Regions from separate parts of the Mus musculus genome. Here regions 1, 2, 3 and 5 are each linked to region 4. The links are chromatin contacts, called in public Hi-C and promoter capture Hi-C maps. All regions are on one chromosome and are shown on one strand. The core of a region is the stretch at or near the end of the contact, and the rest is flanking DNA. Distances in the headings are between cores, read along the strand shown. Region 1 overlaps Atl2 (atlastin GTPase 2). Region 2 overlaps Atl2 (atlastin GTPase 2). Region 3 overlaps Cdkl4 (cyclin-dependent kinase-like 4). Region 4 holds the start of Gemin6 (gem nuclear organelle associated protein 6). Region 5 holds the start of Cdkl4 (cyclin-dependent kinase-like 4).

What was found. Promoter capture Hi-C pulls out the DNA fragments that hold promoters and counts their contacts. A called contact is a pair of places that touch in the nucleus more often than the background predicts.
Region 1: a promoter capture Hi-C map of 3T3-L1-derived adipocytes shows a contact between it and region 4, with 2.7 times the contacts expected there. The contact joins the enhancer-like site here to the promoter of Gemin6 in region 4. A contact is called at or near these places in 10 of 39 promoter capture datasets (3T3-L1-derived adipocytes, the C10 cell line, the HPC-7 cell line and 6 more), 1 of 115 datasets of contacts at active chromatin or transcription factors (embryonic stem cells) and 3 of 9 other capture datasets (adipose tissue, liver and pancreatic islet).
Region 2: a promoter capture Hi-C map of liver shows a contact between it and region 4, with 2.6 times the contacts expected there. The contact joins the enhancer-like site here to the promoter of Gemin6 in region 4. A contact is called at or near these places in 9 of 39 promoter capture datasets (the 3T3-L1 cell line, 3T3-L1-derived adipocytes, the C10 cell line and 5 more) and 2 of 9 other capture datasets (liver and pancreatic islet).
Region 3: a Hi-C map of B cells shows a contact between it and region 4, with 20 read pairs. The contact joins the enhancer-like site here to the promoter of Gemin6 in region 4. A contact is called at or near these places in 14 of 39 promoter capture datasets (3T3-L1-derived adipocytes, the C10 cell line, the HPC-7 cell line and 8 more), 1 of 15 datasets of contacts at CTCF or cohesin (large pre-B cells), 25 of 484 Hi-C or Micro-C datasets (B cells, the Ba/F3 cell line, CD8 T cells and 14 more), 14 of 115 datasets of contacts at active chromatin or transcription factors (the HPC-7 cell line, T-cell acute lymphoblastic leukemia, bone marrow-derived macrophages and 5 more) and 4 of 9 other capture datasets (adipose tissue, embryonic stem cells, liver and 1 more).
Region 5: a Hi-C map of CD8 T cells shows a contact between it and region 4, with 6 times the contacts expected there. The contact joins the promoter of Cdkl4 here to the promoter of Gemin6 in region 4. A contact is called at or near these places in 9 of 39 promoter capture datasets (the 3T3-L1 cell line, 3T3-L1-derived adipocytes, the C10 cell line and 5 more), 15 of 484 Hi-C or Micro-C datasets (the Ba/F3 cell line, CD8 T cells, the G1E-ER4 cell line and 7 more), 8 of 115 datasets of contacts at active chromatin or transcription factors (the HPC-7 cell line, bone marrow-derived macrophages, effector CD8 T cells and 3 more) and 4 of 9 other capture datasets (adipose tissue, embryonic stem cells, liver and 1 more).

What each region holds. Positions count from the first base shown.
Region 1 is chr17:79,846,091-79,848,790 of GRCm38.p6, forward strand. Atl2 (atlastin GTPase 2) reads right to left here. Exons shown (of 13, transcript NM_019717.3): 13 at 2,300-2,700. Among named protein-coding and RNA genes, the nearest start is that of Atl2, 49 kb to the right of the region's middle. Within about 2 kb of position 1,416, at least 4 of the 459 cell types and tissues checked have an H3K27ac peak or open chromatin away from gene starts, as enhancers often do.
Region 2 is chr17:79,863,731-79,866,646 of GRCm38.p6, forward strand. It overlaps Atl2 (atlastin GTPase 2), which reads right to left. Exons shown (of 13, transcript NM_019717.3): 3 at 1,312-1,446; 4 at 973-1,077. Among named protein-coding and RNA genes, the nearest start is that of Atl2, 31 kb to the right of the region's middle. Within about 2 kb of position 1,566, at least 11 of the 459 cell types and tissues checked have an H3K27ac peak or open chromatin away from gene starts, as enhancers often do. A contact at or near this core is called in liver, where this site is marked.
Region 3 is chr17:80,559,373-80,562,271 of GRCm38.p6, forward strand. It overlaps Cdkl4 (cyclin-dependent kinase-like 4), which reads right to left. Exons shown (of 10, transcript NM_001360143.1): 2 at 978-1,202. The coding sequence starts at 1,145. Among named protein-coding and RNA genes, the nearest start is that of Cdkl4, 17 kb to the right of the region's middle. Within about 2 kb of position 1,604, at least 36 of the 459 cell types and tissues checked have an H3K27ac peak or open chromatin away from gene starts, as enhancers often do. A contact at or near this core is called in B cells, the Ba/F3 cell line, CD8 T cells and 7 more, where this site is marked.
Region 4 is chr17:80,223,026-80,225,732 of GRCm38.p6, forward strand. Gemin6 (gem nuclear organelle associated protein 6) reads left to right here and starts at 1,426. Exons shown (of 3, transcript NM_026053.4): 1 at 1,426-1,645; 2 at 2,596-2,707. The coding sequence starts at 2,615.
Region 5 is chr17:80,576,018-80,578,743 of GRCm38.p6, forward strand. Cdkl4 (cyclin-dependent kinase-like 4) reads right to left here and starts at 1,467. Exons shown (of 10, transcript NM_001360143.1): 1 at 1,315-1,467.

The DNA.
Region 1 (2,700 bases), core at 166-2,665, 380 kb before region 4:
AACAAAGCACCCATAGACATAAGATGAACCCCAACACACACACACACACACACACACACACACACACACACACTTTGCTTTGGTACTGGCAGTCTTTGGGAATGTGGCCCAACAGCATATATCTAACCCAAGATGGTTACTCCTCTGTATCTCAAGCTTCAGACATGGTTTTTCCCCCCCTTTTTAAACACAGGGTGCCACTTTGTAGCCCAGGCTTGTCTTGAATTTTCTATTTTCCTGCCTTAAGCCTTGAGTGCTGGCCTAGTACTCAGAGATGCTCCTGCTTCCGCCTGTGCCTTCAAGAGCTCTAAGAAAATGTGTGTGGCACCACGCCATGCTGAAACTTTTTGTTTTTGATGGAATCTCCTTCAATTTCATGAACCTTGTGGAAATAGTTTATTGAACTAGTAATATGTTACTCCTTCTCCAAACCTTTTTTTAGAAAAATCTTTGGTGACTTCTGATCTAGATCTTTGAGGAGCTCCTGAAGTCACTCTGCAGAAAGAACATAGGTATTTTGTTGCAATATGTTAAGGACAGTTTCTCTGCCTAAATCCAGTAATATATATATATATATATATATATCCAAAGAAGTTCCTAGGGCCCAGTATCAGAGTAAAGTCAATAAGGCAGTAATTCTGCCCTGATTCAGATTTGGCTCCAATTTGGCTTTGATTACAAATTAACTTTTGAAAAACTCCCTGGAAGTTATCTGATATGGACAGAGGCTAAAGACAGAATTCAAACAAGACAGTAATTTGATGTATAAGGTACTCCCAAGGGGAAACAAAGATGGCTGGCAGAACACAGCTGCCAATTCTTCCCAAGATGAGTTTCGTCATCCCAGGAATGGACAATCAATATGCACATATAAACTCACTTGGGTTAGCAGGAAAGGACTCAGACTGTTAATTTTCAAGCCAAAGTCTAAGTGTGTGATAGAGGCACACTGCCCTAAGCAGCCAATCAAAATTGCCTTCTTACTTACCTGGCTAAAACCAGATCTGTATCTAAAAGGCCACTTGGGAGATGGGGAGAAAAGTGACACATGGGGAGGGGGAGGGAGGGAGGGAGAGGGAGAGAGAAAGCGAGAGAGAGAGAGAGAGAGAGAGAGAGAGAGAGAGAGAGAGAGAGAGAGAGAGAGAGAGAGAGAGAGAGAGAGAACATCCATGTGTGAATGCTGACATGCAGGCCCTGGTGTGGAGCAGTCAGACAACAACTTCAGTATGGGTTCTTGCCTTCTACCTTGGGGTTGTATACTACTGTTGTATACCATTGCATCTGCCAGGCTATCTGGCCTGAACTTCCGGGCCTTCACCTGTCTCTGCTCCCCATCTTGCCATAGGAGCCCTGGGATTCCAGCTTTTGGTAGGTTCTGAGGATTCAGACTCTACCCCTAATGCTTACACAGCAAGCACTAAGTCATCTCCCGAGCCCCATTATAGGTATTTGTACAGGAACCAAGATCAAACACCCTCTTTAAAGGTGTTTCTTGAAAGGTCCTTAACTAAAATTAAACTTTTAAAAAAGCAGTCATGCCAGAAGTGAAGTCTCTAGCCTGCGTGGTTCAATTCCGCAAGCAAAATAAGCCCCTGCTCAGTGTTTGAAACTATACACTGCAGTTAGGAGCACTTGCTGCTCTTCAGAGGATCCAAGTTCTCTTCCCAGCACCCATCCTGGGCAACTCACAACCACTCCAGTTCAGAGGGACCAGATGCCCTCTTCTGGACTCTGTGGGCATCTACACTCAGGTGCACATACCCACATTCAGATACACAAATACATCATTAAAAAGAAAGCAAAAAACCTCATGAGTGAGATAACACAATTTAATTTTATAAATAAGTTGTTTACAGAAGCAAAGATGACTAGCAATCTATACTCATGAAAGATGAGACTCACCATCAGAGCCCCAAAGGTTGTTCCTTTCGCAAGATGTGTCTTAAAAAGATAAATTCTGTCACTGAGAAAAACCTTTCATCTCTAAAAGAAAGGAAAAACCTATTTTGTATCATTACCCAAAACTGTAGCACAGAAAATGCACCCATTCCAGTGTTATTTTGGTATTTGTCCCTGGCCCCTTCTGTTGTTCTGGTTGCTCTGCCTCTACCTAACAATGGCCAGGGCCTTCCAGACGAAACTAAAGTCTTCCTTGGAGTCCTGAAGATACTTCTAGAGGAAAACCACCATTTTAGCAAGAAACACTACAGCGCCCAGTGGTCTAGACTTTACTTTTAAAAAGAAAAAAAAAGGAGGGGGAGTTTTAAACTGTGTAAGTTTTTAATTTCAGAACACTTGCTAGTATACAACAAACTTTTTATTTTTCATTCATAAAAACAATTTACAGCATTCATAAAACAAAGTGGTCAGAGAAAGAGAGACTGTTCGGATGGATTCGTTCTGTGTAGGAACAGATGAGAAGGCAGCTGCTTACCACAGACGGAAACAAATACAATCCATATAAAGTAGGACTGGGTCAGAGTGGGAGGGAAGTGTGCCAATCAAAGCAAACTCAGACCTTCATGCATGCAACTCAACATCTGAATTCTCTTAAAAACCAAATAGGAGCGATTTAATAGGTCTCTGTAAAGGAGGTTATAAGTACTGGAAAAATGGTAGCTTTACATATATAGCCCACACGCAAACACACACATATTCATTCTCTCTCTCTCTCTCTCTCTCTCTCTCTCTCTCTCTCAC
Region 2 (2,916 bases), core at 316-2,815, 360 kb before region 4:
AAGGAAAGGAATACAAAATGATGTCAACTGACCTCACCTAGATCACACAGAGATGTTCCATCTGAGGCAAGGAGAACGTGGTAGGACAAGGACAACCAGAGCACTGTGCATATGTAACGCAGGAGGACTTCACCCTTTCCAAGCCAAGCCAGTGCTACAAACCCCTATTGCTTGGGTTTTCTAAATTAAATATTGTTACTGAGTGATGGTGGCAGCACACGCCTTTAATCCCTGCACTCAGGCAGCAGAGGCAGACAGATCTCTAAGCTTAAGGACAGCCTGGTCTACAGTATGAGGTCCAGGGCAGCCATGGCTACACGGAGAAACCCTGTCTCAATAAAACATTAATTAATTATGGGGATTTTTAGTTCAAATAATCAAGAACTATCAGAGAAACCAAATAGAAAACTAGGTAGCTGTTTAATTATTTAGTATCTTTGTTTTGTTTTTGGTTAAGCAATCATGTGATTGATTTTAATTACCAACATTATTCAATAACTTTCCCCTAAAACTTTCTTACTTTTGATCTTAGGAGTAGGAACGTTTGCCTGAATGTGCACGGGTGCACCACACACCCCAGCAGCACTTGGTGTTTTAAAAATGAGGACACAGTGGGTAGGAAGTAGGGGATCGAGAAAACAGGATCAAGAATACTGTATGAAAACAGTTACCTGAGAAAAAGGAAAACTCAGAGCACAAAGCTGGGTGGGTAGGAGAGGGGTGGGTCTGGGAGAGTTGGGATGAAATCCTCAGAGAACTAATGAAAAGGCTGTTCTGCGATGAAAGCAGGGGTGGCTCTGACGTAACTTCATCCTTTACATCTAAGGCAAAGTCTATCATCTTACAGCTTAGTATCTAAGTAAGAAGAAATGCAGCCAGCTCTATCGTCTAATCCATTTTCCTTCCATCAAGTCTCTTCCTCGGTGGCTGCACAAAGGTAGGATTTTATGAACTGACAACACGCACGCTCACCTGCACAGAGCTGGTCATAGTGCTCAGAGCAAACACTGTCGCACAGTCTTTAATGGTTGACTGGCTATCAAAGGCACCCTGGGTATCCATTAGCAGCACAGCCACCTAGGAATTCGTTAAATTTAAAATACTTAGTAAAAGAATCACCAAAAATGCCTACAAAAATCATACATTAATAAAGTTCAAAGCAGTAATTAAGTCAAGAAAAGTATTTACATACCATTGTACATTTTAACATATTAATCATTAATAGTTTTGTGTTCTTTTAAATTTTAATACCAGAAAATTGCTCAAGAAAAGAATACAGGAGAAAATAGCAAAGTATAAGTAGAATTTTACTTTTGTTCCATTAGGTCTGTCAATCACAAACACTTCATTCCAAACTTGTATGCCTGTTGTTTCTCTTTCGCAACCACCTCGCCACGTAAAGCCAGTCAAGGGTTCATTGTTTCCACCAATCCAGCTTTGAGAATCCTGTTAAAAATCAAAGAGAAATGTAAAACAAACACAACTCACCCATTTCATAGCTCATAAAGGAGAAGAAGCCAACACCCAGAGAGAGAACACCCAGTCTAGCATTATGCAAACAGTCCTGTGCAGAGTGCTAGGAGCAGTCTCCTCCAATCAGCCTTTGTCACACAGATCGCAGCCTCCACTTAACCTGGCCATCTAGGTAAATGGGCTTATGTGCGCCTACTCCTCCTCTTCTGGCAAGCTTTTCTGTGTTTAAAGATGATAAAATATGGAAGCTACTTTAATATCTTGTTGTATAGAAGAGTAAAACCACGTCCCAGACAGCAGGCAGGACAGTGACCCTCGCCTAGAACAGTGTATACAAAAACACCTCCCACTGCTGGGACTGTCTCCTAGAACTTGTTTGGAACCCGATTCAAGCAAACTGGTTTAAGGGGTAAGGGGTAGGGGGTGGTTTTTAATGAAACAAACAGATATCTGGACTCCTTATGCAATAATGTTAAATGGATATAAACATTTTTCTTTTATTTAAGATATGTTTTCATACACTATATTTATTCTGAACAGGGTTTCTCTGCCAAATTTCCTCCCAGAGCTTCTCCACCACCCGATATCCAACTCCATGGCTTTTCTCTCTCTAGAAAACAAACAAGCAAATAAAAACGACAAAAGAAAGAAAGAAAGAGAGAGGGGGGGAGGAGGGAGGGAGGGAGGGAAGTAAGGAGGGAGGGAGGGGGAAGAGGGGAGGGAGGGAGGGAGGGAGGGAGGGAGGGAGGGAGGGAGGGAGGGAGGGAAAGAAAGAAAGAAAGAAAGAAAGAAAGAAAGAAAGAAAGAAAGAAAGAAAGAAAGAAAGAAAGAAAGAAAGAGGAAAAGGAAAAGGGAAGGAAAGTTAAGGAGGAAAAGAAAAAACAGGAAAAGCACACAAAATGACACTTTTTTGTGCACAAAAAATAGAACTGAGTCTTTAGCTACTAGATGTCTAAATATTTATGGTGAAAAATATGCATCTTCCTGGCAACTGCTTTAAAACAGTCCAAGAAACACATACACAAAGAAATAGATAAAACGAGACCACAGGTCTACAGGAGCATGGCAGTCCATAACACTGTCTGTATTTCTGTAATGAAACCTCTACCTAAGAAGCCCAAGGCGCTGGGTTTGGTCCTCATCACCAGGAAAAGCAGGGAGGGGGCAGGGCTATCTTATAACTCAAGCCACAGAGCTACAACTACTATAACTATACAGTATGGAGCTGGGGTACAGTGCAGTGGGAAAGTACTCACCTATACACAAGTCTTACATTCAATGCCCACTACCATAAATAATATTTATAAATACTGTTAATATACCACAACATAATTGGTCTAGAATACTAAATATGTGATGTCAATGACTAATTGCCATGTCAAGATGCCTACACTTTAAAGTCTACATATTATTCTCAATTTAAAGCATCTCAAAAGAAAATAT
Region 3 (2,899 bases), core at 354-2,853, 340 kb after region 4:
GGGGAAAACTTATGCATATGATACTTGAAAAGTAGAAACAATCTAATTGTTCTTCACATTTACAAGCCGAAAGTCCATTAAAAATAATATGAGATACTTAGAAAGTGACTGTGTGCTCTTCAAACTGTAGGGTCTTGCTAATGAACGTGTGTTCACCCATTAGTGGTGTCTCCACCCCTGGGAGCTTGTTAAAAATGAGACACTTTGGAACCCATCCCAGATCCCTCTACCTCTAAACTCTGTATTTCAGTAGATTTAGGGGTTCCACGGATGTTCGCATTGGAGAAGCACACCCCAGGCCTGAAAGTTCTTTTAAAAAATGTAAGGATTTTTAGGCTGGGCAAACATTTCCATTGGGAACACATGAAACTTCTACATGGAGTTCCATCAAAGACAATGGCAACAAAAGGAAACAATGTAAAAACCATGAAGGTGGCTGGGTGATTCTTAGGCACAGGCAGGTCCTGTTGATACCTCCACCGGTACTGGGGGCCCCCTCTCTGCCGGGAAGGGAAGTGCTCCTGTAGTTCTGCTGGTTGGTTGGAAAAGTGTGTGGGGGCAATGTCCAGAAGACAAGGCAGGCATCTGGTAAATAGTGGGGTCAGGACACTTGGGTGGATGTTTCCAAATCAGGATGTGGTGTACTGAAGGCCAATGCTTCCATGTTTTAACCCCCTACTCACACATCCAGTTAAAGTCAGAAGCCAAAGTCCAACAATGCTTCCCAAAGTGGCTGAACCCCAGGAGTTAAGTCGGACTTGTCGCCTGGCAGTGGTGGCGCACGCCTTTAATCCCAGCACTTGGGGGGCAGAGGCAGGCGGATTTCTGAGTTCGAGGCCAGCCTGCTCTACAGAGTGAGTTCCAGGACAGCCACGGCTGCACAGAGAAACCCTGTCTCTTCTCACTCGTTTTAGTGTGCCTGCCTCACGCAGCATCTTCAGAGTGCAGATGCCGCCTGCAGAGCGGGACGGACCTACCTTCAGCATACGGATTTCCCGCAGGGCTATTTTCCTAACGACACGATCATCTTCAGATTCCACGAATTTTTTGATCGCTACTACTTGTCCAGAAGATTTGTTTCTGCACTTGAATACAACGCCATAAGACCCTTCTCCGATCTTAGCTAGCTTTTCATACTTTTCCATTTTAGTTACAGCGACTTAATTTTAGTGTACCGGTCGACTTGAAGTTCAGCGTTGCACCTGGAAAATAAGAACGACTTTTCTTAATCAAGCGGATACAGGATGGTTTGCCTGGGTGGCCCAAGGTTTATTTCCACACTTTAATGTTTGCTTTTTTGTGTGCAGTAGAAGTGAACTCTCAATGGTATTTTGTTAGCACAGCTCTCTAGTCTTCTGGGGTCATTTCTGACAGTGGCTCTGTGCTGACCACATTTAGTTAACACAACCAAGCCTTGTCCGATTTATTGTTTTTATTACCTGGAGTAAATGATTAAAATACAGGGCTGTAAAATGCAGCTAAGGGGGCTGGACTTTCATACCCTTGAATAAGGAAGGTGTTTGCCTTCTTAGCTAGCTCACCGGAACCCCACCGTGAAGGGGAAGAATTGCGCAACAAGGCAGACTACAAAGCTCAACGTCCCCACCTGGTGGAGAGGAGAGGGAAAACCATGGTCGCTGAACAAGGCGGCTTTTCTCAGGACACTATTTCCTTAAAATGTTTGGATTCCATTTATTCTGGTTGTTGTTGTTGTTGTTGTTGTGTATATGAGATATATGAGATGTGTATGGATATGATATAAATCTGAGGTGTATATGTCTGTGTAGAAGGCGGTAAATTTGGAACGGATGTGAGATTGTGTGTGTGTGTGTGTGTGTGTGTGTGTGTGACAGCTAGAGTGTGGTAGTCAGAGGACAGCTTGTGTGTACCGGTCCTTTCTTACCACGTGGTCCTGAGGATGTGACCAAGGTTGTAAAACTTGCCTGGCAAGTGCCTTTATAATCTGTTCCATCCTGCTGGTCAAGGCACGGTTATCCTTTCTCTTTCTTCTCTCTTTCTCTTTCTTTTCTTTCTCTCTTTCTCTCTTTCTTTCTTTCTTTCTTTCTTTCTTTCTTTCTCTCTCTCTTTCTTTCATTTTGTTTATTTGGTTTTTTGAGACAGTTTCTCTGTGTAGCCCTAGTTGTCCTGAAACTTGCTCTGTAGACCAGACTGGCCTTGAACTCAGACCTCCACCTGCCTCTGCCTCCTGTGCACTGCCACCACCTGGCAAGGCACTCTTGTTCTTAGCTTTTATTTGTATTAGGGTGACCAATTCTTAGACCACCCCTAAACAAACAAATTATAATACAACAAAAAGGTCAAATTTTCTAATTTCCCTGCAGTCGTTCCATATCCACAGGACTTCTTAGAAAATACTAGATCTCATTTTTATTATTTTTTTGCACTGTTTTATGTTTATAATTGTGGCTAGATTAAACATTCGATGAGAAATAATACCAAAATGATTAATCAAATCAGGGTAGGAATTAACATTATAAAAGTTTGTAATGAGCCTCAGAAAGTCCACCTCTTTACCCAGTGGAATCTTGTATGTATAATCTAATAACTGTAGGAGCTCACCCTGAAACAGCAGTGCTTATTTACATATAGTATGCTAGGGCTGCTTGATCCAGTTGTACAGGTAAGAAAATTGAAACGCAGTGAAGCAAGTGCAGAATTACAATCGGTCTTCTGGGTTCCACACTGCACATCTGAAATCACCACACTGCCTGCCCTGCCTCTGAGTTAATTCATGGCTGTCTTAGTCAGGGTTTCTATTCCTGCACAAACATCATGACCAAGAAGCAAATTGGGGAGGAAAGGGTTTATTCAGCTTACACTTCCATACTGCTGTTCATCACCAAAGGAAGTCAGGACTGGAACTCAAGCAGGTCAGGAA
Region 4 (2,707 bases), core at 176-2,675:
TTGCAACTGATTTTTAAATTTTTTTAATTTTTTTTTTTTTTTTTTTTTTGTAGCAGGGCTGGCCTAGAACTCACTATGTAGACTAATTGATCCCAAACTCCCTGCCTACCTCTGCTTTCCACAAGCTTGGATTAAAGTCCTATGCACCACATGTGGCCCAAATGCAACTTAAATTTCTGATAATTTGGACAGAGTAGGGACATGTCCTTGTTTCAAAAGGGGAAGAAAACATAAGCCAAACAGGTTTGCAGTAAAGAATGAAACTTAAAATGCAACTGAACAGTTGTCACAAATCAGTTGTAGATTTTTATTCTGTAGTTTTAAAGGTCAAACATTTTCTCCCACACTCTTAATAACTTGGAATTTACATTAGCTCTTGTAGCTTTATAGAGGGTTTTAACTGATAAACTCTAACTTAATCCATGAAATCTCATTAATATGAAGTCAATCATTCAATAAATGAAGGTTTTGGGAAGGATTATTTGATATGGAATTTCAAGTAGTAATTTTAAAAAACCGATTCATATTTAATGTTTCTGCTGCTTGGCTTGACAATCTTTTTTTTTTTTTTTTTTTTTTTTTTGAGACAGGGTTTCTCTGTGTAGCTCAGGCTGTCCTGGAACTCACTTTATAGACCAGGCTGGCCTCGAACTCAGAAATTCGCCTGCCTCTGCCTCCCGAGTGCTGGGATTAAAGGCGTGCGCCACCACGCCCACCTCTGGCTTGACAATTTTATAGCTCAGTTTTTGTTCATCGCCCTTGGTGGGTTTTTTTGTTGTAGTTGTTGTCTTGGCGGGGGAGAGGGTTGTTTTTTTCTCTTTTCAGTATAGGCAGAATCTTAGCATTTACTGCCTTGCACCACTTTTCAGTATCACAGTCTCGAAGATTCTGCAGTATGTCAGAGCCCAGTCAGCTACGTGCCCAGAAATCTGAAGCAGAAACAACATAATCCAGTGCTGCTTGGGAGGCAGAGGCAGGCGAAGTCTACAGAGTGAGTTCCAGGACAGCTAGGGCTACACAGAGAAACCCTGTCTCGAAAAAAAAAAAAAAAAAAAAATCCAGTGCTGATCTTCCCAACTTCACCACTGTTCTTGAGATTTACTGAGAACACGTCCCCAAAGGTGCACGCATTTTAACCGGCTCCAAAACGAGCTAGACCAGAATTCATGCCATTCACCTCGGCTTTTAGAGCCTTAAGGTTTACCCAGAGAGCTTTGTGTTGAATTCAGGGCAAAATCGCATTTTCATACCCCACTTAAAAAGCTTTGAGGTACGAACATTTTCCTCTTACAAAGATTTCTTGAGACGTTCACGGTGGCCAGGAGAACTCAAGTTCCCTTGGACACAACCTGCAGTGCAAGAACGGAGGCAAAGGACTACAGGATGGAGGATTCTGGGGGAAGGAAATGACGTCAGGAGCAAAGCATGCTGGGCTCAGGCGGGCCGACTCAAGCCCGCTCGGCGGCGTGTGAGCTAAGTAGAAATATAGCCAGGGTCTCTGCGGCGTTTCCCTGAGTCGTGCAGAGTTCTGGGTATGGCGGCCTCTGGACAGGACCTGGTGTTGGAGCTCTAGAGCTTCGCTAACGGGTCCTCAGCGCTTTACGAGAAAATTGGCGCAAAGCCCGTGGAGAGTCATCTAGAAAGAGTAGGTGGGAATCCGAGAACTCCGCATCAGTTATGTCTGTCAGGGGTTTAGGGCGAAATCCTTTTATCTAAGGAAAGCGGAACGGAAGTGGCTGCTTCTTCTTTTTTCTAAAAAAGATTTCTTTATTGTATATGAGCACACCACTGCTTTCTTCAGACACACCAGAAGAGGACATCGGATTCCATTACCGATGGTTTTGAGCTACCATGTGGTTGCTGGGAATTGACCTCCCAGTCGGTGCTCTTAACCGCTGAGCCATCTCTCCAGCCCCGAAGAGTTTGAGTTATCTACGGGCCAGGTTCAAAGCCAGGTTGAAAGCGGTATCCGGAATTGGGAGCAGAGGGTGGGACTAGACATGCCACAGGAGTTTTAAGAATTGTACCTGTGGCCATTCACTATTACCATCAGTCTGAATTATAAATACCCCTTCCCAGATATACTAAACAAAACATTCTCAAGAATTCTCCAAAGATAGTATCAGTTTCTTATACCCCAGATGGGCGTTTTGCTTGTTCTTCTGAGATCTGAGACGGCACACTATGTTACCAGGCTGGTCTCAGCACTACTAGTAGGTAGGGACTGTAGGTGTGAGTTAAGACTGGCTCTATGTATCAGTGCTTACTTGCATTAAGAAACTCGTTATTTTCAGGCAAATTACAGACTGCCTACAGAATGGCGATCATTAAGACATTTGCTTGGGCTGGTGAGATGGCTCAGTGGGTAAGAGCACTGACTGCTATTCCAAAGGTTCAGAGTTCAAATCCCAGCAACCACATGGTGGCTCACAACCATCCGTAAAAAGATCTGACTCCCTCTTCTGGATTGTCTGAAGACAGCTACAGTGTACTTACATATAATAAATAAATGAATCTTTAAAAATATTTTTAAAAAAAGACATTTGCTTGTGTGGAATATCCATAGTGATTAACCCAAATTGATAATGGTTCTAGATCTGGGCAACTGGTAACCATGAGCGAATGGATGAAGAAAAGCCCCTTAGAATGGGAAGATTACGTTTATAAAGAAGTGAGAGTGATAGCCTGTGAGAAGGAGTATAAAGGA
Region 5 (2,726 bases), core at 217-2,716, 350 kb after region 4:
ATGTCCAATCCCCAAAGGCAGGCTCTTCTCTCCACAGCTGACTCTAACGGTGCCCACCCCAGCCCCACCTCCCTCACACCACCATTCATCACGCCAGGCTTGCATTGCCTTATTATACTTTCATTTTCTAATTTTCTTTTTAAAAGCAAAACCTGCAAGAATATGTTGATTATTATTACCACTGTGTTTGGGCAAGATTAAATGAATATAGCTGTGGGTTGAAAATATTTGCCATAGTTATCAGTCACCTTTAGCTTCAAGTGGTGTACCTTCTTAACTTCAGAATTTATAAGTATTTGACCCTGAGTTAATAGAGTTCTATCTACAAAGGCCAAGGACAAAAGCAGGCTGGGGGTCACCAGTGATTTTAAGACCCACAGACAGGGGCTGAGTTTAAGTGTAATAGCGGGATTTTAAAATTCCTTAGGGGTGGGTGGATATGGGGGACTTTTGGTATAGCATTGGAAATGTAAATGAGTTAAATACCTAATAAAAAATGGAAAAAAAAAATTCCTTAGAAAGTTGCTACGGAATTTCCTCACTATTAATGATTTACAAAATAAAGTACACAGGAGAAAAGAACACTCGGTTAGTTTTCAAGACTGTTTCACAAACTAAGTCCTGGGGGCTGAAGAAGTACAAGGAATACAAAGGCAAACAAAATCAAGACAGAGGGCGAGGAAGGGTGGACAAAGAACTCCCCTAACCTAAGAGGTCCCAGGAAACCAAAAACCAACCACCACCAATCCCTGGCTTTAGAAATGTGGAGGGGCAGAGACAGTTTCAGAGCCGGGAAGCTCACTGAGGATGCCACCCACAGTTTGTAGTTAACTGTTTCCAATAAAACCAAACATGCATTATGTTTAATAAACTTGATCGGAAAATGGATTCTACGGATCATTCAGACTTGTCTTTGCGAGTTACAATTTAAAAGCACACACCTGTGCACGAAGGTGTTCCCGTCAACGAAATCGATCTCGTTAGATTCTCACAAACTAAGCCCACCACGTCATTTACACAATCTATACAACTCATTTTCTTTATGTCCCCACGCTTCAGGCGTGTGACAAAAAGACCTGGAAGTTTGGCAAAAACTCACTTCATTTCCAAGCCTCTGAGCCTTCACTTTCCCCTGCGTCCAGGCCACAAGAGGTGTCTAGATGCACAGGTGCGTCCCTGTCCCTCTCTGGCACCCCCACGGCCCACGAGACCACGGGTGGCCCGTTCTTCCGCGGGTGCGCCCCCTCACCCCCGCCCTCCCGAGCCCCGCAGACCCTGCTCTCCGCCTTCCCCCGCCAGGGAACCTGCACTTACACGGCACAGCCTCCGGCGACGGTGACACAATGGTGTTCAGCTTCGGGGAGCCCCAGCCCGCGCAGTCTGCTGCCACCACAGAACTCCCGAGAGACCGAGCCTCTGCGGTGTCTCCAGGGCAACCAGGACGCGCAGGCTGCGCAGCTTCCACACAACTTGCTCGCTCTCTCTATTCGATTCGTTCCCTGGCAGGGTTACCTTCCATCCATCACCCATAGCTCTTACCTTATTCCTTGAGCTGTTTAGAGTCAGCCGTGGCTCATTAACGCCATTTTTGTAACTCAGCGAGACGCTGCTCCAGAGACCCTGGGCAGATTCAGAGTAGGGCGGGGGTGGGGGGGGTTGTCACCCAGTGGGGAAGAAAGCAAGGCAGATATCATTGAATGTGGCATCGAGACAAACATGTTAACAAACATGTTAATTTCAGTCGTTACCCACAGAATAAACTGAACTCCAAGGCGCGCGCATGCGCGCGCACGCACACACACGCGCGCACACACACACACACGTACCATATGCTATGTATGTATGTATGTATGTATGTATGTATGTATGTATTGTCTGATCTTCCCTTCTTAGTAGGTGTCTCCTTTCCTCCTGTACCTCACCTCCTCATTTCCTCAGGAATATGCTCAAGGATCACATTTTAAACGGAATGAAATCTGGAAGCACATTTACCTCACTCATTCAAGACCAGAATTCACATTTACCCATTTTTATATAATTTCTGCCTGTATGCTAGAAAACATTTCTCATCAGGTGCACCAGTAGTCCACTTTATGTACATACAAACATGTTGGCCTAATTCCATCTTTACTGGACTCTGTGTGTGTGTGTGTGTGTGTGGTGCGTGCTTCTCACCTTGAGACAGGGTCTTTGTCCTCTTTTGTGTATGACAGGGGGGCTGGCCTGTGACTTTTGGAAAGATTCTCCTGTCTCTCCATCTTGCCCCAAGAGCATTGGTGTTACAGATGGAGTCCATCCAGCTCACAGGGATTCTAGGGACTTAAACTCAAGTCTTTCCACTTGCATGGAGATCTCTATCCACTGTCTCCCCAGTCTGACAAGGTCTCTATGCAGTCCTGGTGGTTGTCCTTGAACTTGCTATGTACAAAAGGCTGGCCTCAAACTCAGGGATTTGCTAGCCTTTGCTTCCCAAGTGCTGGGATTAAAGATCACAAGGACTGGCTCCTCTCCACCTTTTGTGAGATAGGATCTCATGTTGCCTAGGCTGACCTGGGACTTGCTACGTAGCCAAGACTCTGAACTTGAGTCTCCTGTCTCCACAGTTGTGAATGCTCCCCATTCGCTCCCCATTTCTCCAAGCTACTCATCTACACAGAGACTCTTCACCGGCCCACTTTGGTTCTGTGCCAGGTCCTTGTCCACACACTCAAAGCTCTACTGCATTT